Regions from separate parts of the Mus musculus genome. Here all the other regions are linked to region 1. Evidence: chromatin contacts called from public HiCAR-type, Micro-C and promoter capture Hi-C data. All regions are on one chromosome and are shown on one strand. Each heading gives the region's core, a stretch centred on a gene start, on an enhancer-like site or on the middle of the called end of the contact. The rest is flanking DNA. Distances are from core to core; before and after follow the strand shown.

What was found. Promoter capture Hi-C pulls out the DNA fragments that hold promoters and counts their contacts. A called contact is a pair of places that touch in the nucleus more often than the background predicts. HiCAR-type assays count read pairs that join an accessible place to other places. Capture Hi-C pulls out chosen DNA fragments and counts their contacts.
Region 2: a promoter capture Hi-C map of pre-B cells shows a contact between it and region 1, with 3 times the contacts expected there. The contact joins the promoter of Idh3a here to the promoter of Ube2q2 in region 1. A contact is called at or near these places in 2 of 39 promoter capture datasets (hippocampal neurons and pre-B cells) and 1 of 484 Hi-C or Micro-C datasets (embryonic stem cells).
Region 3: a promoter capture Hi-C map of liver shows a contact between it and region 1, with 2.6 times the contacts expected there. The contact joins the promoter of Cib2 here to the promoter of Ube2q2 in region 1. A contact is called at or near these places in 6 of 39 promoter capture datasets (the SN4741 cell line, hippocampal neurons, liver and 2 more) and 1 of 115 datasets of contacts at active chromatin or transcription factors (extraembryonic endoderm stem cells).
Region 4: a contact with region 1 is called in a HiCAR-type map of astrocytes, with 2.7 times the contacts expected there. The contact joins the promoter of Scaper here to the promoter of Ube2q2 in region 1. A contact is called at or near these places in 2 of 39 promoter capture datasets (cranial neural crest and hippocampal neurons) and 3 of 115 datasets of contacts at active chromatin or transcription factors (astrocytes, embryonic forebrain and pancreatic cancer cells).
Region 5: a Micro-C map of embryonic stem cells shows a contact between it and region 1, with 8 times the contacts expected there. The contact joins the promoter of Dmxl2 here to the promoter of Ube2q2 in region 1. A contact is called at or near these places in 2 of 39 promoter capture datasets (cranial neural crest and neural stem cells) and 3 of 484 Hi-C or Micro-C datasets (all in embryonic stem cells).
Region 6: a contact with region 1 is called in a promoter capture Hi-C map of liver. The contact joins the promoter of Rcn2 here to the promoter of Ube2q2 in region 1. A contact is called at or near these places in 1 of 39 promoter capture datasets (cranial neural crest), 2 of 115 datasets of contacts at active chromatin or transcription factors (astrocytes and bone marrow-derived macrophages) and 1 of 9 other capture datasets (liver).

Annotation. Positions count from the first base shown.
Region 1 is chr9:55,148,099-55,151,502 of GRCm38.p6, reverse strand. Ube2q2 (ubiquitin-conjugating enzyme E2Q family member 2) reads right to left here and starts at 2,134. Exons shown (of 13, transcript NM_180600.3): 1 at 1,677-2,134. The coding sequence starts at 1,868.
Region 2 is chr9:54,585,036-54,588,467 of GRCm38.p6, reverse strand. Idh3a (isocitrate dehydrogenase 3 (NAD+) alpha) reads right to left here and starts at 1,957. Exons shown (of 11, transcript NM_029573.2): 1 at 1,925-1,957. The coding sequence starts at 1,951.
Region 3 is chr9:54,558,125-54,561,454 of GRCm38.p6, reverse strand. It overlaps Cib2 (calcium and integrin binding family member 2), which reads left to right and starts at 1,265. Exons shown (of 6, transcript NM_019686.6): 1 at 1,265-1,487. The coding sequence starts at 1,437.
Region 4 is chr9:55,936,220-55,939,609 of GRCm38.p6, reverse strand. Scaper (S phase cyclin A-associated protein in the ER) reads left to right here and starts at 1,491. Exons shown (of 33, transcript NM_001357652.1): 1 at 1,491-1,540.
Region 5 is chr9:54,499,976-54,503,658 of GRCm38.p6, reverse strand. Dmxl2 (Dmx-like 2) reads left to right here and starts at 2,033. Exons shown (of 44, transcript NM_172771.2): 1 at 2,033-2,308. The coding sequence starts at 2,222.
Region 6 is chr9:56,040,435-56,043,964 of GRCm38.p6, reverse strand. Rcn2 (reticulocalbin 2) reads right to left here and starts at 2,120. Exons shown (of 7, transcript NM_011992.2): 1 at 1,761-2,120; 2 at 1,285-1,390. The coding sequence starts at 1,913.

The sequences.
Region 1 (3,404 bases), core at 885-3,384:
TTGTTTGTTTGTTTGTTTGTTTTTTGTGAGTTTTTTTGTCTTGTTTTGTTGTTGTTTTCCAAGACAGGGTTTCTCTGTATAGCTCTGGCTGTCCTGGAAATCACTCTGTAGACCAGGCTGGCCTCAGAGACCCTCCCTCTGCCTCTGCCTCTCTGCCTCTCTGCCTCTCTGCCTCCCTCTCTGCCTGCCTCTCTGCCTCCCTCTCTGCCTCTCTGCCTATGCAGTGCTGATTAAAAAGCCCATACCCACCATCACAGAACCAACTACCCAGGGGTAAACCACCACAATTGGCTGAGCCCTTCCTCAATCATTAGTGAAGAAAATGCCCCATAGGCTGGCCTACAGGCCAATCTTGAGGTGTTATTTTTCTCAATTGAGGTTCCCTCTCTTATTACTTGTCAAGTTAACAGAAAACTAGTCAACACAGCTCCCTACGCAAAATTAGATGCTCCCTTTAGATTTCATAACATCAAAGTAGTTGTCGCAGCTATATAAAACGCTCCAAGAAGTCTGAGTTCTCTGTATAGGCACTGGCCTGCCAAGTTCTCAAACACTAGTACCCACAACAGCTTAACAAGATATTCAGAAAGTGAATTCCCTCCTCACTAAAGCACACTGCTGCAGTTTTTTCTTTTGCCAGATATAGCAGTACCTAATAGTACTAACACTATCCACCTTCTCCAATAGAGTTTGATAACTATCATAAAGTTAAGGCCTTTGAAATTCCCACCACACTTGGGGTTATCTATTGGCTGACTTAACAGAAGGAATCTTAGCCATATAAAAACTACCACCTTAACTCCAGTTGTAATAAGGTGTATTTTCTGCACATGAGATCAATTTCACAATGAACAGTCAGCCTCATAATACACTTCGATAGGGGGGGGGGGGAGAGAGTTCACTTACAATCTGATAATTTTACCAACTGAATGTTTCTAAAGAGCATTTCCCTTAAACAGAAAAGTAACTTCCCACGTGTTTCTCCAGCCTTCCAATCCCACTTGATCTTCCCCGGTAATAAACTGCGAAGCATCTCCTTTCCCCTCCTGGTAACGTCCAGGCTTCCGCACAGGGCACAGGTGGGACAGCTTGCACACTCACCACACCACCTGCCGCGTGGAAGGTTCCATGAGCTTTTCCAAAACACGTAAGCGCAAAGCCAGGTCAGGGCTAAACGATGGTTCCACACCATCCCCCGGGGTTGCGTCCTAAACTTTTTCCTTAAATACGTAGGCTTTCAGTGTTCGTTTGTCCTCGGAGACCAAAACACAAACGAGAACTGGTTGAACAAGCAAGGACGTGGGTTTTGGAACCCGATGGGAAAACGAGTAGCTAAAACAGATACTTGAGAGCCTTTCCACCTGAGCGACTGACAGGAGCCCACGGACGAGCCGCGGTCCCCAGAGCAGGCCGGCTGCGGGCGGCCATGGCGACCTCGGGGCCCGACGGGGGCCGCGAGGGGCCAACAGAGCAAAGCCGGCCCGCGCCGTGCTGCGACGCGCCTCCACCTCCTCCCGACCAGGCAGCCCGAGCTCCCGGCCGGGCCCAGGGCCCAGCCGCCAACCGGCCGTGCCCGGGACACCGGGGGTCTCCCGGGCAGGCGCCCTTTGTCCCGGGACTGCGGCGCCCAGGTCCGCCCCCGCCCGGCCCCGAGGGGCTACGACCCGGCGCCTCACCGTGATGTTGCAGTGAAGTGTGAGCGGCGGCGGCGGCGAAAGCGAGCTGCCCGGCGGTGGTGGCGGCGGCGGCACCAGGAACTGGCAGTGCAGCTCGTCCAGCTTCCAGCTGACGATGCGGAATCGCTCGTGGTTCTTGTCGAAGATGGACGCCAGGAACTTCAGCTCGGCCTTGAGCCCTGACACGGACATCTTCCCCTCATCTCCAGCGGGAGGGGTGAGGAAAGGGAGCCGGGGCCGGGAGCCGCCGTCACGGCCGCGACCGCCCCGCGGGGCCGGCCCGGGCCGCGCTCTCGCGGCTCCGCCTCTCCCCGCCGCCGCGACCCGCGTCCGAGCGCGGCTGGAAAATGGCGAGGAGCGCGAGGCCTCGGCGGGCGGGCGTGCGAGCGAGGGAGCGAGCGAGCGTGCGGGAGCCGGGCCGGCTGCTGCCTTTGTAACCGACTCCACCCGCAGGAGGCGGTGGCCCCGCGGCTTAAAAGGGCAACAGCGACGCCGCCCCCACCGCCGCCTGGGAGAGGGCTGCCCCCGCCCCGGCGCGCGCCCGCGAGCTCCGCGCGCGCTCCCGACCGCCCCCTCCTCTCATGACCCAGCCCCTTTCCGCCCCACACCGGGGCTCCGCGCCCAGCACCCGCCGCTCGCCCCGAGGATTTGGGCCGGCGGCACCGCACGAGGATGAACCTGAGCTCCCCTGCGCGCCTCTGCGCTGCACCGGGGCCTCTGGCCAGACACGTGCGCGGCCTATCGCGCCGGCCACGTCGGCTCGGGTAGGAAACGCGCGGGCCCCTGGAGGTTGCTCCTCCGCGTGGTTGTCCACCGGCCACCCACTCACCTGGCCTGGGCGCGGCCGGGATGGGGAGATGAGAGGTGTGCGCCTAGCACCTTCACGTATGTTGCTCTCGCTCCGCGCTGAACCACCCACCACTTTTCTAAGTGTGACTCCCGAAAGGTCCTTCTCTCCAGACTTGTACTCCCTCCTTCGCTCCCATTTGCCGAAGACGATGATAGAGCCTGCCAGCTTCTTCCCATCATCATTTCAATCTTTCACGTAAACATTTATGTGCTCGCGCTAATGTGGATACTCTGCGTCCTGAGTTTCTGCTGGACTTCCCAGAATGGACCATGTTTGTTGAAGTCACATCTCAAATGTGTCAGACTGATCCTTCCTGACCAACTAAGCTAAAGTAACCATGTAGATACCATGTATCCCTTTCCTAGGTTAACTTATTGCTTCTTTCTGTTGTCTCTGCTTAACACTGAAATCTCATTCAGAGAAGCACCCCTAGGATTGAGGGGAGGAAAAGCCTAATGACACCTGTGTCATTTAATAAATTCTTGCTCTTACCTGATTCCCCAGCACTTAACACAATTCTGGAATAACCTAGGTTCGTTCACAAATAACTAGAGGACTACATTTTTCCAGAGGCAAGACCAACTTTCTAGACATGTCACCTATGTAGTACCCAGGGTTCCTAGCTTAGTAAGGCTCCCGGGCCTGGTTTAGTGCCCTGCTGTCACCATCTTGAAATTCTTTTATTATTATTATTGGTTTGTTTTTGAGACAGGGTTTCACTATGTAGCCCTGGCTGTCCTAAAACGCACTCTCTGTAGACCAGTCTGGCCTCGAACTCACAGAGATCGGACTGTCTGCCTTCTGAATGCTGAGGTTAAAGGCCTGCACCACCGCCAGACTAGGAATGCATTCGTTTGTTTTTGGAAATAGGCTCACTA
Region 2 (3,432 bases), core at 708-3,207, 560 kb after region 1:
GTAAGCCAGGCTCATCATTGTCTTTGGAGCCTTGAAAACCTCTAAAACCTTCACTTTCTCACTGGGAAAGCACCTATGATCTGCAAATGACCCTTTTTAAAAAAAAAAAGAAAAAGAAACAAATAAAACTTTAACGGACACTGGGTGTGGTGGCTCATAACTCTAATTCCAGAACTTGGAAGGTGGTGGAAGTAGGAAGATCAGGTCAGCCTTACCTATAGCGTCAGCTAGACTAGTGGAGACACTGTCTTCAAACAAAACAAAGCCCTGCCTGAAAGGAAGCCCAGTACTATAAAAATCCAAATACCATTTGGTACTTCAGCACGAGTTAACCTCGGGAGCCCCTTCTTAAGCCCTAATCCCTTGAGAGAGACTGAACCAAAGCCTGGGCCACTCTGCCAAAGGTCACACAGGCAATCAAGTCCCAGGGGAGCATCTTCTGACCCTATGGCCAATAAGTTCTGAACTCTTGTGGATTTCTTACAGGGCTAAAGGAAAAAGCAATTTTCCAGGACGCTCTTTACTACTTAGCCTTATTTAGTCCCCCAAGGCTGACTACACCTAGCAACATGAATCAGGTAGAGTGTGTAAGCCCAGACATTAAAGGACTGACTTGTTGCTACACCTTTAAAACCAAATGTGACCTAACAGCATCTCAAGCAAAAGTGGGTCTGAACATAGTGACAACGTAGATTCTAGTCACCAAACAAAAAAGCCTAGTTACTGATGTCCCAGAATCACTGTCTGCTTGATCACTGCCAAGACAGATACATCGATAGCTAGGAAAGCTTCAGGCTTTCATGTCCTTCTACATGGAATAGGTGCTTTCATGCAGAAATACCTGTGACACAAGCACATGTATCTTACAGGTGGGTTCGCAGATGTTAAATAGTTTGCAGAGGATACACAATTGGCCAATGGCTTTGTCAGGATTTAAAATTAAGAACCCCTAAATTGAATTATTAATAAACAATAGTGCATCTCCAAACCTCTCTTTAAAGGAGAAGGGCAATACAAATTTCATTTAAAAATCTGCATTGCTTATAGCAGACTTCTAGAGAGCCACCCACGACGGCATCAGATGACCTACGGCCTGGTCAGTACTATATCCATAATTAGCTAAGTGACCTTGGCCACCGGAGAGACAGAAAATCAAAATACCTCGGGTTTCTCTCAAAGATGACAATGACCTCCTGTATGACCTTGAGCAAATTTGTCTTCGAGGGCAGGTCAGCTCCACCAGGAAACGAAAAGACTGCATATGTAACCTGAAGCGCCTTCCAGCTCTAGTACCTGAACTATCAGGGAGAACTAGAGAGTCCCAGATCGCTGGGTCCCAACAACTGAAGGTGAAAGGACGATGATGCGATCTCCCTGAACGTTCAGAGTATAACTCCAAGGAGCACGATGCCCTGCGTCCTCTGAAGGAGGAATACCTACCAGGGCACCAGGCATCAGACTAGGAAGAGTTCCAAGAGAGAGAAAAATCTGGCTGGCCTAACGGCCCGGGATTCCCTCACCTCGAAAACCCTCTTGCGCCCAGCGTTTACCCGGTCAAAGGCTGAGGGATCAGGGAGGGGCGACCTGGGCATGCTGCCCGGAGACCCGCAGGTGACAGGGCCGCGGGGCCTAGGTGGCCTGTCTGTGACCCTCAAGGGCTCCGGGGGAGGCCTGTGCACCTATCCTGGAGGACACTGGTGGGGACACCCGGAGCAGTACTGGCCGCCTTGACCTTGACGCCGTCCCCGCCCGGCGCGGCTGTCCCGGCTCAGGGCTAGCCACGCACGGCGTGCCGGCCACATTCCCCGAAACACTGCCCGCGGGCCATGAGCCGCCTCCGCGCGCTCGCCTCCGCCATCCATCAGGCGGGATCACAGCCTACTCTCCCTGCTCGCCCTCGAGCTTGCTGCCCTGTAGCGCTCACCTTGGACACCCACGCGGACCCGGCCATCGCGTCCACTTCCCTCACCGCGGCGACAGCGGCAACACCAGGGCGCATGCGCATAGCCCTCTTCCCAAGCCCGCCCCTCACGGCCCCGCCCCGAGGCTCCGTGTGGCCCCGCCCCTAGCTCGGGTCTCTCGATCGCTCACCGCCCCGCTCCGGACCCCGCTGCACAGCTGCCGCTAGCTGACCAATCACCGCCTTCATCTTTTGATGACGCGCGGAGCGGGCCCAGCTGCGACCCGGAAGCCTCCTCCCCTTCCTCCCGCTTCATTCATTGAAAAGCTGTTTGGATGAGTTTTTTGTTTCCGACCTATTAGGGGACCAATCAGCCTTCTTTATTTGGGGGATTGTGCGCCCCTTAAAACTTTGCGGTCCCACTGGGACAAATATCTTGCTTATTTTCAAACATTGTTTTGTTTTGTTTCATTTCTTAAGACAGTATCATGGAGCTTCAAACTGATTATGTAGCTGAGGCTGGGTTTGAACCCCGGACTGCCAGGGGTTCCTCTTTTCTTGCCTCTATCTCCCAGGTACAGGGACTGTAGGCATGCACCACCTCGCCTAACTTGATTCTTACATTTTTTTTTAAATTTTCATTTTTTTGTTTTGTTTTTTGAGACAGGGTTCTTCTGCATAGCCTCAGCTACCCTGAAACTCACTCGCTAGACCAGGCTGGCCTCAAACCTACAGAGATCTGGCCTCTGCCTCCCGAGTTCTGGGATTAAAGGCGTGTTCCACCATCATCTGGCTAATTTTTATTTTTTTTTAATAGCTTTACTGAATAAAAAGCATTTATTAGTCTGCAGAGGACCCGGATTCAGTTCCCAGCACCCTCATGATGGCTCACAAATGTCTGTAACTCCAGATGTAGAGGATCCAGTACCTTCTTCAGGCCTCACAGGGCACCAGATACCAATATGGCACAGGCACCTACATGCAGACAAAACACTCATATACATAAAATAGACAAATCTTTTAAAAAGTACTTGATGTAAATGTACAATCTGAAGTTTTTAGCAAATGTAAGTGTTTTCATAAAATAAATTCAGAAAACACAGCTCTTGGGCTGGGGAGATGGCCCAGTGGGTTAGGTGCTTGTTTCAAAAGCATGAGGACCTGAATTCAATACCCAGTACCCATGTAAAGAGTCAGGAAAGAGTGAGCATCTATAACCCCAGCAATGAAAATCCAGAGCTAGGTGAATCCTGCTGCCATTGCCAGACAGCCTAGCTGATATGATGAGCCCCAGGTTGTTTAGTGAGTGGGAGACCTGTCTCAAAAGCTAAGGTAAGGATACCTACCATGAAGCCATGAAGCACTCAAGCACTCAAGCGCTCTCTCTCTCTCTCCCTCCCTCTCTCTCTCTCTCTCTCTCTCTCTCTCTCTCTCTCTCTCTCTCTCTCCCCCCCACACACACACACCACACTCACATTCTCCATTTACACACTATAACTCTTACTTCAAAAAGAGTAAGAGGGGGTTTAGTC
Region 3 (3,330 bases), core at 16-2,515, 590 kb after region 1:
CCTCTTCTGGTGTGTCTGAAGAGAGCAATGGTGTACTCATTAAAAAAAAAAAAAAAAAAAAAAGAGTAGAACAACACGGCCCCAAAGTGATGTAAGCCAGGCAAAACTGGACAATACTGGTATGTCGCTTTTGTTTGTTTTTTTTTTTGGTGGTGCTAGGGACTGAACCCAGGGCCTCATGAATGTTAGGCTAGCTCTCTGCCACTACACTATTTCTCAGCTAAATTGCTTTTAGTTACTATATTCTGTTTTCTGAGATATAGTCTCATGTACTACAAGTTGGCCTGAATCAGCTAAGGATAACCCTGAACTTCTGATCTTCCTGCCTCTGTCTCGAGGGCTGGGATTACAGGAGACCATACTCATGTAGCTAATCTCAGTTTTGGCAGCCCATGATGGACTTGCCTCCCAGCGGAGCCACCAGGAGCCTTTGACTCAGGTTTCATGCAGCCCAGCTGTCCCAAGAATAGACAGTAAGGACAACTCCATTGCTAGTAGCCTTCCTTGTGGGCCACTGATAGGTCCCAGAGTTGCCAGGACTCCTGAACTTCCGTGTGTCTGGAGGGCTTTTCCTAGCGGTCACCTTGATGGGGCGGCTGAAGATAGCCAATCGTTTAGGAGGGTATTGGTTAACCTCCTCTACCCTGCCTGCATTATTAAATTTCGTGAAGGCCTCACTTAGCAGAGTGGATGTAGGGAGTGATCTAGTTACTTTCCTTAAGGTCTTGAACCAACTGAGTAGTGTAACCTATTGTTACCAGAGCCCATTCCTCTGCTGAGGTAGAGTTTGCTTCGTCTGTTTCCTTTTTTAAAAAGTTATTTTATGATTTGAGTGTTTGACTGCGTGTATGTCGGCTTTTTGAGGATGGACCTGACTTGGGTAATCCCGCAAGCTCAACAACACACCTATTCTCAGTCTAGGATCAGAGGCCGGAGGATTGTGCCTGTTCTACCACACTAATCCATGGGATTTTCAGGCTCACAATCGCCAGGACCGACCCGGGGTGCCAGTCAGTGTGCTGGTTGGAACGGGAGGCGCACTCAGTGTCCAGTAGTCAGGCGGCCCTATGAGGCCACCGCTTGGCCACCTCAGTGTGCTGCAGCAGCATAGACTGAGCAGGCCTCTGTCTCCAGGGAGAAGTCACCTCTCGGGCCCCGCCTCCTTCCACCAGGCTGCGCCTCCGCCCCAATCCGGCCCCCGCCCCCGCCTAGGCCCGCCCCGCCCCCGGCCCCGCCTTTGCCTCCCAGCCCCTGCACCCCTCCCACTGAACTGCGGGACCCAGCGGAGCGGGCCAGGCTAGGCTGGCGACGCTGCCCGCTCCCGGGCTGGCAAGGGCCGCGGGCACCGGGCTCGGGGCTCCAGACGCCGCCGATGGGAAGCAGCACTCGAAAGGGCGAGAGACGACGCCGCGGCCACCCATACCATCGCGGTCACCATGGGGAACAAGCAGACCATCTTCACTGAAGAGCAGCTGGACAACTACCAGGTGAAGCCGGCGCGCCGCGGCCCCTGTAGTCCTCCTTTTTGTCCTTTTCCCAGGCCTCGCAAAAGCGGACTCACAGAGGTTCAAACCCTGCCGCTACCTTCAGCGCGCAGCGTCGCCTTAGGTGGATGACTTCCCCTTGACGAGCCTCAGTTTCCCAGGCCCGGGAATGTTAGAACATTCCAGTTAGAGTATTCTGTCAGATGCGCCTCACCCACCCCGTCTTCTCTTCCTTATTGACCTTCTTTCTGCCCTCCCAAGCTAGACCCCAGTCATTTCTTCCAGCCCACTGGGCATGACCCTCATCCCAGAAAGGGCTTGGTGTAGGGGGAGGACAAGAGGCCCCAAATGCAGGTTACAGGTTGGGGTGTGTTGTTTATATAACTACGTACCCACATCTCTTAACCTATTTTGTGATCCTAGTAGCCCTTTCACCCCGGATTCTTCCAAGTTCAGAGCTAGCTGTCCATATCAATGATCTCACAGCCCCCAGCCATGTGAAAACTTTTCTGTAGGTATGCGAGGGAACCTTATCTCCGGGCTGGCCCAGAGTCTTGCTCAGTTGCTTTAGCTCACCATGTAATGTCTCCGGACTTTCAGGGAACAACAGCTGTGGAGTCTTCTTTTTATCGCCTAATAGGTTAGGAGTGTTATGTCATATGTATTCCTATCTTAGATGTGTGCAACTTTTGTGAATATTCAGTTAGCGTGGAGCGGTTACCTCCAGTGTGACCCAAGTGATAGGATATGTATTGAGAAGAGCTCTAGTGGACAGGGGAGGTCAATAGCTCTTGGTTTGACTAGAAGGTTCAGAAAGAGTGCAGAGCTTGCATGAGGACTTGGGAAGTCAGGATTTTTTTTTCTGCCAGAAAGTTCTGGAAGGAGGCGTTTTAAGTGGAGGTAGATGCAGGCAAAATAGCCCAAACCCAGGAGAGAAGAGTGGTCTGGGGAGAGTGGGGAGCCTGCATCCCCATTAGGACCAGCCCGGCATTGGGTCAGACCCAGTCCAGTGTTGAGTTCTGATCCTTTGCCAGGGCCCAGCTAGACCCTGCCAGGGGAAGGAGAGCCATGAAACACGAGAGCCCCACATCTCCTTTCCTCTGGCTCTCTAGCATGCCCAACCCGGGCCGCATGGGGGCCCCAGGGTTACATTCCCTTTTCCAAGTAACTCTGGGCTTCCTGGAACTTCGCAGTCTGGTGGTCTTCCCTCCCTGAGGCCAGATGCCCGGTTTCCTGCTCGCCAGATGCCCCTGCAAGATGCCCAAAGTTTCGGCTACCGCCCTGGCCACGTATGTGCATGGCACACTCCTCTCTCATCCTCTCACGTGCCTACGCAGGGCTCGCTGCCCCCCCCCCCCCCCGTCCGCCATCCCAATGCTATGCTTCAGCCCATGCCTTCAGTTAAGAACTAGCCCCACATATGACTCAGCCTTCTTTGCATCTCACCTTGAGATCCCCTCATCCATCTCAAGACTGTGACCCTGGCCAGCCCTCCAAAGCCTCCTGGGGACAGAGGTCTAACTGGAGCTTCCTGGTCCTGTGGTCTTCTCTTTTGTCCCTCTTCTCTTCATTCTCTCCTTCCATCCCCCACTTCCTCTTCCCTCCTTCCTTCATCCTTCTATCAAGAGACAGCATATGCCTCACTAGAGTTGGGATGTCTGTGTACTAGCCAGGCCCCTATAGGAAGCCCTAAGAAGCCATCCATCAGGCCTGAACAAGTGAACAGACATAAACACTGTGCCCGCTCTAGCAGGGAGTTTTCTAACACAGGTACAGACGCCTTCTCTCCAGGTCATTCTGGTATCTTGGGAAGCAGAACAGGGCTCATCCTAGCCTGGCCTGGGTT
Region 4 (3,390 bases), core at 242-2,741, 790 kb before region 1:
CACCCCAGAATCCGGCTCATGAGTCTTTATTGGTAAAATCTAATGTTTGAGATTTTGTTAAAAGCAACAAATCACTATCTTTTCTATTTGGTTTTGGGGAGAGTTGTTGACTGGTTTGTTGGGATTGTCACACTGTATTCCATGGCCTTGGTTTCTGGTAATACTGCCACAGAGACAAAGCCTTCAATATTTGGGCCTTTGGGGAACATTAAAAATTCAAACTACTGCAGGTGGGGATTTGCAGTAAAGAAATCACTAGTGACTTTAGAAAAGAATCGGAAGAAACCAAACTGCAGTAAGTCCAGACCTGAAGAGGAACTGAAGTAGTGGAGATATCTTGCAAATTGCAAAGTACAAAGGGCAGGCTATGAGGGGGAATGAAAACATGTTGAAGTGAGGGCTGGTGGTTGGGAGATTTGAAGTGGAAAGAGATTGAAGTTGTTTAAATGCTCATGAGAATAAGAGAAGATAGTAAACCAGAGAAACAAGACCCTGACCGCCATTTATATTGCACTAATTCTTCCTATCTCCACTTACTTTATTACCAATAGTGCTTATCATATAACTTACAATTTTTATTATTTGTGTTTCCTCCGAGCTCAAGAACAAACATTTCCTCCCTCCAGGATTTCTTTTGGGGGAGGACCTATTTTGTTCATTTATGACTCTAAGCAAGCTAGTAGAGCTAATGTGGCAGGTCCTTCATAACTGTTTGTCAAACAACTGAACGAATGGGTTTTCTAAGAAACCAAGAGGCGGAAGGACCTAGAAGGAGCCTCTAATACAGCGTGCACCTGCTTCCATAACTCTTACCCTCTTAAGGGTGAGGCAGATGTCAGTGACCCGTTAGCTTCCCACCTGTTGTAAGAAGTGTGAGCCAAGTTAGAATCTCAGAGTCATCTGGACGAAAAGCTGCAGAAAATACTCCTTGATATTGTACTGTGACGGGCATAGATTGTTTTCCATTTAGTTCACAACTGTGGTTTAAATACCTACACATAATCATCTTGCACTTATTGTTGTCTTTGAAATAGCTTAAGCCTACCTTTTAGGTTTTTGTAGTTGGATCCTTCCAAGCCTGGCACCGACATTTGAAACAAGCCTTTAAGTGGAGACTAAGCTCCGCTTGGCTAAGTCCCAGGTGCTTTAGTGAAAGATTGTCACACACATTTCTTGAGGTCTTTAATCGGTGGGCTGTGGTGGTAAGACACGCCGGAAGAAAGCTGAATCCGAGAAAGGGGCCAGTGTGGACAAAGCTGAGGTAGACCGTCAGTCCAAGAAAGAGAACAGCACTGAAGAAAAAGACGTTCGTCGGTACAGAGGAAACTCTTACCTTTCTACTTGAGCGCGCAAGAAGTGAGCCTAGCTGCGCCTGCGCGAATGGCCCAGGACGGCCTAGGGGGAGTGGCTGGGCTTCGGCTGGCGTCACGTGGTGCGCCGTCCATCCGCCCCGCCCGGTCCTCCGCGGCCGCCCCGCCCCACCCCGCCCCTTTCCCGCCGGGACGCTGGGAGCCGCCCCAAAGTAAGCTAAGCCTCCCGGGTAAGTGTCCGCGAGGGGCGCGCGTCGCCTCGACCCGGACGGGCCCAGGAGGGGCGCGGGCAACCTGTGTTGTGGGGCTGAGGGGACAAGATGGCGGCGGAAACCCTTCCACCTCCTCCCTCACCTGGGCGTGTGACCGGGGGAGGGGAGCCGCGAGGTGGACTGAGGAGGCCGGGCCAGGGTGGGGAGGGTCGAGCTGGCCCCGGGGCAGTGAGGGTCGTGGGACTGGGACAGACCTCAGGCCGGGCCGGGGTTAGGGTCGGGGCAGAAGACTGTCTCTAGGGGGTAGCCGAGCCTACTGGAATGTCCCTACTGCACGAGTGAGGGGTCCTCAGAAGCTGCTGCTTGCCTGCATTTGGCAGTTAATCACTTTCAGCATCTTTCCCTCCAGGGCTTTACCACACTTTCCATGAACCTAGATTCAGGCATTAGCTATCTCAGGGAAGCATGGAGGTAAAAAAAAAAAAAAAAAAAAAAAAAATTTTTTTTCTTCCCATTTTACAAATGTTTACTTGAGGCCTCAGGTGCAAACCGAAGGCCTCTCTCACCTGAGAGCCTCCTACCTCAGCGTCCTTGCCTCTGTACTTTATTAGCACTCCCCTCTGCTCAGATTTGCAGTCCTGCACACAGAAGCAGGTTAGAGTCAGTAACTGACTCCAGAGAGTTTGGGGCTTGTTAGAAAGCAGCCAGAAAATTGCTCCCCAAGCAGCACCTGCTGCTGTCCCAAAGGCTCCCTCTAAGGAGGTCTCACTACCCCATGGGCTGCCTCCTGCTGCTGGTGGACTGTATTTCTCACGTGTGTCGCGTTATTGTCTGTGGAATAGCAATTTGCTACAATCATCTTCCTGAACAGAAAATAATTCCCGGCTGCAATTTACAGATTTATTTCATCCACATCACATGGGAGAAGAGTGAGATAGATGCTGTGGACGTTTATAAATGGGAAACTTGAGGCTCAAAGAGATGATTGCTTAGCCTGATCACTTGCTGGTAATGTGGCAGATTTCTGATTTAAGATAGAAAAATAAGCACAGCACTAACCCACCCTGTCCTATGTAGGTGCTTTGAATTGGTAAATTTTTTTTCCTGTTAAGCATGACTTTCTGCAAGATGCTTGCAGATTGATTTACAACAAATACACCAAAATGACTTGAGAATGTCCATTGACATCCAAATATCTTTAGTACAAGAGCCATTTTAAAATGTCATGTGGGAAATTATGTTGGTGGGAAAAAGTGTGATGTGGCTTTTTTCCTTTGGTTTCCATCATTTGGATACGATCCATGTCATAAAACTAGCAGAAATAATGTTTCTACAAGGAACTGCTTCTCGTTCGTCATAACCCTTAAGCAAATGCCCCATCCTTCCTCTTTCTTCATTCCCTTGAGCTGCATTTGTAAAATTCTCTCCTGTTAGTCTGTTTAGGCTGCTATAACAAAATTATCTTAAACTAGAAAATGTATAAAAATAGTGATTGGTTTCTCACAGTTCTGCTGGGGAAGTCTAAGATGAAGGTGGTAGCTGATTCTGTGTTTGGTGATAGATAACCTGCTTCCTGATTATAGATGATACCTTCTTTACCCTTACATGAGGAAGAATGGGGGTTTTCCTTTAACCTCTTTTAAAAGGGCATCGTCCCATTTATGAAGACCCTCACTCTTAATTACCTCCCAAAGTATTCACCTAACACTATCAATACTATACTTTGGAAAGCTAGGGTTTCAACATGAATTTTGAGGGGACATAAACATTGAGCACATAGCACTGTGATTAAATTCCTGATGTGTTATGTCAAAACCAGGGTTGCTATATAAATGTTTTATAAATAACTTCGGTGGCTAGGTTCCCAA
Region 5 (3,683 bases), core at 784-3,283, 650 kb after region 1:
TACTAGGGAAAATTAAATACTGACCTTAACTTGAAATGTCTATGGAATCTAGTAAACAAACACACAGCATAGACAAACATATTATTGGGGGTGGGTTATGAGTGTCACAAAGGAGGAAGCCATAAGGTATTTGGAGATAGTCATGGTGTCTCAGATCAGCAAGGGGAGGAAGGCATTACAGAGAGTACAAAGAACATGAGTCAAGTCAGGGAAGAACAAAAAAAACCCTAGAATGCTCTGAAGAACGGCATTGATTCAGGGGGGCTGGAAACTAGTGGGTAATAGAACAGCCTGAGCTAAAACAGGGAGATTAGGCAAAACTAGATTGAATGGATTGTCAAACAAGTTGAGGAATGTGGACTTTTAACTTCTAGGGAAAGGGAGCAACTACAGATTAAAATGGTTTCTCCGGGGCTGATGGCGTAGCTCAGTGACAGAGGGCTTACCTAGCTGGGGCCAGGTCCTGGCTTCGCTTCCCAGTACGCCCTAAACCAAACAGAGACTGTTTCTCTGGATGGATTGGAGAGAGAATGTACTGAAGACAGCACATGGGCGGCAACTAGGGTAGTTAAGCGAGAAGCCGTGAAGGCGGAGCCACAGGTAGAGGGCTGGGGAGCCGGTGAGGTGCATGGATTGTGAAGAGAAATGGATGGGTGGAGGTGGGGAGTGACTCCCCCCCTCCCCGAGATCTTAGCCTGGGGGTTTATGCCACTATAGATGAAAAGGGATATGCCTTAGGTCGCTGGGAATTAGTTGATTACTGATGCTGCTTTCCCGGAACAGTAAACATGCGGAATCTGCCTCCATTCTCCACCCTCGGCACATTCACCTGATTATACATTTCAGCTGAGAAGTAGCAGATAGCCTTTAGGACAGGCAGAACAAAATCTGGGCTTCTCAGTGGATTCAGTGTCTCGAAAGCCCTGGACATAGAGCCCCCCTGGGTGCGTGTATTTCTTGTTAACTATCATATCTTTCCCCTAACTGATATACCTGCCTCAAGCATTGAACTTAGTGTCTCCCCCGTACATTTTACTTTCTAGCTCTCCTAATTTCTTTATTATAATGCTTTATTCCTAGTTGCTCCTAGCCTGTCAAAATTGAATCCAGGGACTCATTACTCTATGTCCTCAGAGAGATCCTTCCAGCCCCCTAGTTAACATATTGTAACCTCATCGATTTTTGTATCTTTTGTAAGCCTTGTGCGTGTTTGGTCTTAAATTTTCCTCGTTAACCTTTGTTCCGTGCCGCGGTTTCTTTTCTACAACCTGAGCTAAAAATCGCAAAGAATTGACCCGGTGTGTGTGTGTGTGTGTGTGTGTGTGTGTGTGTGTGTGTGTGTAGTGGGGGCAGGGATCTGATTTCAAATTAGCAGACAGCCTGGAAAAGCAGGCGATTCTGCGACTTCATGACATCATACCCTGGGGGAAAAACACTTTTAGATAGAGGGATCACCGGTCTCTAGGGGGACGTGTGAGAAAAAGTGTGAGCACAACAATTTGCTGTCGGGGGAGTTCAGCATCCCTTAAAGGCTGTAAGATGCTGCATACTTTAAAGTAGACAGAAGGACCTTAAGATCATGGGATTGCCCAGTGATGGTAGTGTCCTTCCCCTGAGGTCAGCGGTACTGACCAGCACGCGCTGTCCTCGAGAGACGCTTAAACACTTAGCAAAACAGGCCGGCCCCCTGGCCCCGCCCCTGGAGGTCTGGGCCCCGGGCTCCCAGGGAACTCCCGCAGGTCTGCGCGCGCAACCGGCACAGAGGGTCCGCGCGTCGCGGCGCGCGCAGTTGTCCTGGAGACGGTGGCGCGCGCACGCGCACGCGCGGCGCCGAGAGCGTGGCTTCCCGTGTGAGCGCGTTCTTTTGCCTGCGCGCCGCGTCCCCGCGCCGGGCGCGCGCCGGCCTCTCCCTGGCGCGCGGCGTGACGGCCTCGCACGCGCCCCGCTTGCGCGCTCTCCGGCGCCGCCCCCGCCTCGCACGCGCCGCGGCCCTGCGCCCGCACTGTGCGCCGGTGCGGCAGGCCGTGGGAGCATCCGGGCATTTCCGCAGCCGAGCGGCGGTCGGGCTGCGGCGGCCGGAGCCTCTCATGGCCGGGCGGCGGCCGGCAGACGACAGGCGAGCGGGGCGCTGAGTCCCGAGGACGCACAGGAAGAGCGGCTGCGGCCGGGCGCGGGACTCGTCCTCCTCTGGCGCAGAGCTCATTCCAGCCGGAATCCCGAGATGCATCTGCATCAGGTCCTCACCGGGGCTGTCAACCCTGGGGACAACTGCTATTCGGTGGGCAGCGTCGGGGACGTCCCCTTCACGGTGAGCAGAGCTGGGGCCTCCCGTAGGGCCGTGAGCGACGAGCCCACCCACGCCCCCTGGGCTCTGGGCTTGGGCGGGGGTAGGGGAAGGATGAGGAATCACCGCCCTCGTCCGCCCGCCCGCCCGCCCGGTGAGTGCGCGGGTGGCGGGGATGGAAGGTTCGGGGCAGCCCCGGGGTCTGCGGTGCCGGGAGGGAGGTGTTGGCAGCGGCCGAAGCCCGGGGCGGCTTCCACCTGCTCCTGGCTGGCAGCGAACGGTCTTGGTCTCAGGGTATGGAGGCGGTGCTGCTCCCTGGCCTCCCGAGCTGCCTGCGGCTTTAAACGCGCCCTCTGTATCTCCCTAGGTAGAATTTTAGCATACGGGAATAGAAAAATCCGCTCTCTCCCTGAAAGAGTTAGAATGGAAGTCACCTTTTCATGAGTGGCCTGTCTTATCTAGCTCAGGGTTCCGTTTCGGTAATCCTTTCAGGTATTAACTTAATCTTTGCAAGCTAGTTTTTTTTTTTTTAATTTTTTTAAAGCCTGAAGCAGTGTTACATTTTAAGACTTTCCTTGGGCGTGTGATAAAAATGTATGTAAACATAGCGTTTTGGAAACCAGCACCTCCCTACACGACATAGTCAGTTTCTCAGCCAGATGGGTGGGATTCATCAATCCTTTTTTGAGAAAAGGCTGATAAAATCAAGCTCTCCCAGAGATTATTTTGTAAGATTCACACGGATTAATAATGTTTTTTATATTAAGTATATACATGGTCCTTCTTAGAAGGAATTGTATTAGTGAGACCTCTATTAAGTACATATTGATAATCATTATGCTTAATTAAATTGGATATTGCTTAGTAATATGCTTTTTAGACAACGGGAACCATTTGATTTGATGTCTACAGCAGCATGTTTGTAAAACTGCAGGAAAAATTACAGCAAAACTGCAGAATCATTATGTAGCACTGCATTCTGGAACACTTTATCTGTTTTTAATGTTTTGTGATTCATTTAAAAAAAAAAACCTCAACAAGGTTGCTTCTTGGCCTTAATAATTTTAAGATGTAGTCAGCTCAGGTTTGTTCTAGTTTTGAAAGAATACTTTTAAAAATAGGGTTGTTTGACATATTATTCTTTCACTAATCAGTGGTGCTGAGTTTGCTACACATGTGACTTAAAACATCAGTCTAGGGCCCTGTGACATGGCTTGCTGGATAAAGGTGCTTACTACCAAACCTAGAGACTTGAATTCAACCCCCTCATGACTCACATGGTGGAAGGAGAGGACAAACTCATGCCAGGTTGCCCTCTGACCTCCATATGCTTACTGTGTATTCAGGGTTGCCCCTCCCCCACAATGAAAATCGTTAAAAAAAAATACCAGCCCAATAA
Region 6 (3,530 bases), core at 871-3,370, 890 kb before region 1:
CAGGGCCTTTGGGCCCAGCTTTAGACTCCAAGCTCTGGCCCTCAAAACTCAAATCAGTAACGTTCTCTTAAGGGTCCTCCAGAGGTTTGTGTTTCCTTAAGCACAACGAGTGTTTCTTCTACCTTAAAGGACTTAGTGGAGCCTAGTAGGAAGCAGAATGTATCAGGGACCAGAAGCACAGGCTCACATTGCAGCTTGGCCCTAAACCATAGCTTACCTTTCAAACTCTTTACCTATAAAATGAAGATCAGACTATTTAAGCACATCTAGACCCCAACAAGTACTAAAGTCTTCTAGATCAACTCCATTTGTAAACAAGGCAGACCACTATCCTTCTATTAGCTTAGAGATTTCATCATGGTTTAACAGGAACAAGCCTGAGGGCACCAATGTGACTATTTATTGACAGCATTTCCCTGTTCCGTAACTTCATTATCTGGATGCTGACCAACACTAAAAGGAGAGACACCACAAACAGCTTGCTGTCACAAGGACAGATTCTGAACCTTCAAAAGATCAACCCAGAATACCTGATAGTATAGGTAGAATTCTGATAGATTCAAGGTTCACTTGAGGAAGAAATTGCTAGTAATTTATTTAGAATATTCTTTTACACTGTACGTTCCATTTCTGCCTAAGAACATACCTAAGAGCACTCTTTTGTTGTTTGTTTTGAATGAAGAACATTAAAAATTGAATTAAGGCTAAGAGCTGAATTCCACTCCTGGGTTTGCCATTTATTTAAAAATAAGGTTTTCCCTCCTGAATGTGACTTTCTTCAACTCTATGAAGAGATAGATAAGCTGGTTCTAAGTCCCCATTAGCACCATTTTTTTTAATGTTTCGATATAATTCACATTTGATGGGATGTTTCTATTTGCTAATTGTTATAATAAACTAATAAAAGCAGATTCTTAAAATTCCTACATACTGAAGGAATGTTGTATCATGTGATGTGCTAAGAAAGGTTTGGGCAAGTGTCTCTAAAATGAACCATACTATGGACAATGAGAAAAGTGATGTGAGGAAGAGTCTGTCTCAAGGTATGACTGGCAAACTTATTCTCTTAGGGCCAGTAACATTTACATACCATCAAAGCACTGATTTTACTTGTAGCCCACCTTCCAGGCATAAGAACTATTTTCCATATCACAGTTACTTTTAGCTTGTTAGAACACCAGCAATCTACTAGAATTCAATAGACAACAGTTTTTTTTTTTTAAATGTACATTAATTTCCTACAAAGGGCTTTCTCCATTGTTGGTGGTGCAAGTCAGTCCTTACTTTCAGTAAGAAAGCCATCAGAGTCCGAGTCAATTTTCTTTATGATCGACTGCAATCGTCTTTGCTGCTCTTCGTGGCCAAGTTTAACATACTCATCGACGTCTTCCTTTTGGGAGGGAAACCACACACAGGAGAATCAAGCATTACAATCAGTGGGGCGTGATGGTGGAAGGAAACAGAGCTACCACATGCCTCATTTGCCCCAGTGGTTTCAGGATGACCCACACTTCTCTTCAATACGCCCCCACTACCACTCTAAGTAATCCTGTCCCTGGATCCAGGAATAGAAAGAATCTTGTTCTGGAACTGCAACAGTACCACCAGCTTTACAGGCCTCAGGGTCTCCTAGAGCGAAAGCTGAGCCCCGCCCGGACCCCATTGTCAGGCCGCTCTTGCTAAGGCCTCTCTCTCTGGTCGTCCCGCTTTGTCACAGGACAAAGCCCATGGCGATGCGGTACCCAGCCTGGTATCCTCACCTGGACACCCAGCAGCGCTTCGCGGTCGTAGTCCGCCCGGTGCTCGCCCTGCGGGTAGTGCAGTTCCTCCGCCTTGCTGGCGCCAGCCACCGCGGCGTACAGCAGCAGCGGCAGCAGCAGTCCTAGCGCCGCGGGCCTTGGGCCCAGCCGCATCGCGCCCGCTCGGCGAGGACGCAGAAAGCCGCGAGGAGGGAGGCAGGCGGAGCCGGGGCTTGGCAGCCTTGCTTCACGGGCAGCCACAGAGGGGCGGCGCTGCATGTGGGGGGCGGGGGTCGTCAGTGGCGGCGGTGGCCGGGGCTCCACACCCCAGCCTGAAGTCTGTCGACTACTGCGTTGCTGAGGCCCGCCAGGCCCTGCCTTATATGGCCGCGGGGGCGGAGGCGGGTCCAGAGCGCTATACCTGTTGCTGATTGGGTCGTGCTACCCTGGGGGCGGGACCTTGCTATTGCCTCCTACTAGAATCTGCAGGCGAGCCAGCTGCTGGGGCCACGGGACCCCTGCGGGCCCCTTCACCTTTGCCGCCGTACCCTTGAGAAGATAGCCCCAATTCCACAGCACTTTGCCTTTTCCTTTCAGTCTCATTCATGGCGGGAAGTTCTTTGGCCATTCTGTGAGTCTGTCCTGGCTTCCATCAGTGGGAGAGAGAGCCTGGAGATTTTGGTGCAAAACAGCACAGTATTATATCTCAAAGAAATCAGAACAGACCAGCAGTATCCATTTCCCAGGCTTCAGTGTGCCTTAGTTAATTTCTCCACAGCAGGAAATACAGTATCAGGAATTGCAGCCAAATGTTTGCATCTGATGTTCAATTCATATGACCTGGTTAAAGTATTGGGCCCTTAACCTCTTTGAGCTTTTATAAAATAGGCAACATTTTTTTCTTTTCTGTTTTTTTTTAAAGGAGACATTTAAATAGTTGTAAAACACGAATTAAATAATGTAATTTCATCCATGGGGGTGTGGGAAAGGATAGTTGTATAGAAAAATAGAAAAGGACTTTTTTTTTTTTTTTTTTGAGGGAGGATGTTGTCTTTCACATCTCATAACTATTGGATTGAGAGCAGGAATCCTGTTCCAAACTGAAAACTGTGTGGGTATGATTACAAAAATTTCTTGGGCCAGACTGGAATTTTTTTTATTAGATATTTTCTTCATTTACATTTCAAATGCTATCCCAAAAGTCCCCTATACCCTCCTCCCCCCGCCGCTACCCTACCCACTCACTCCCACTTCTTGGCCCTGACTTTCCCCTGTACTGGGGCATATAAAGTTTGCTAGACCAAGGGGCCTCTCTTCCCAATGATGGCCAACTAGGCCATCTTCTGCTACATATGCAGCTAGAGACACAAGCTCTGGGGGGTACTGGTTACTTCATATTGTTGTTCCACCTATAGAGTTGCAGACCCCTTCAGCTCCTTGGGTACTTTCTCTAGCTCCTACATTGGGGGCCCTGTGGTCCATCCTATAGATGACTGTGAGCATCCACTTCTGTATTTGCCAGGCACTGGCAAAGCCCCACAGGAGACAGCTATATCAGGGTCCTTTCAGCAAAATCCCTCTGGCATATGCAATAGTGTCTGCGTTTGGTGGCTGATTATGGGATGGATCCCCGGGTGGGGCAGTCTCTGGATGGTCCATCCTTTCATCTTAGCCCCAAACTTTGTCTCTGCAACTTCTTCCATGGATATTTTATTCCTTATTCTAGGGAGAAATGAAGTATCCACGAGTTGGTCTTCCTTCTTGATTTTCTTGTGTTTTGGAAGTTGTATC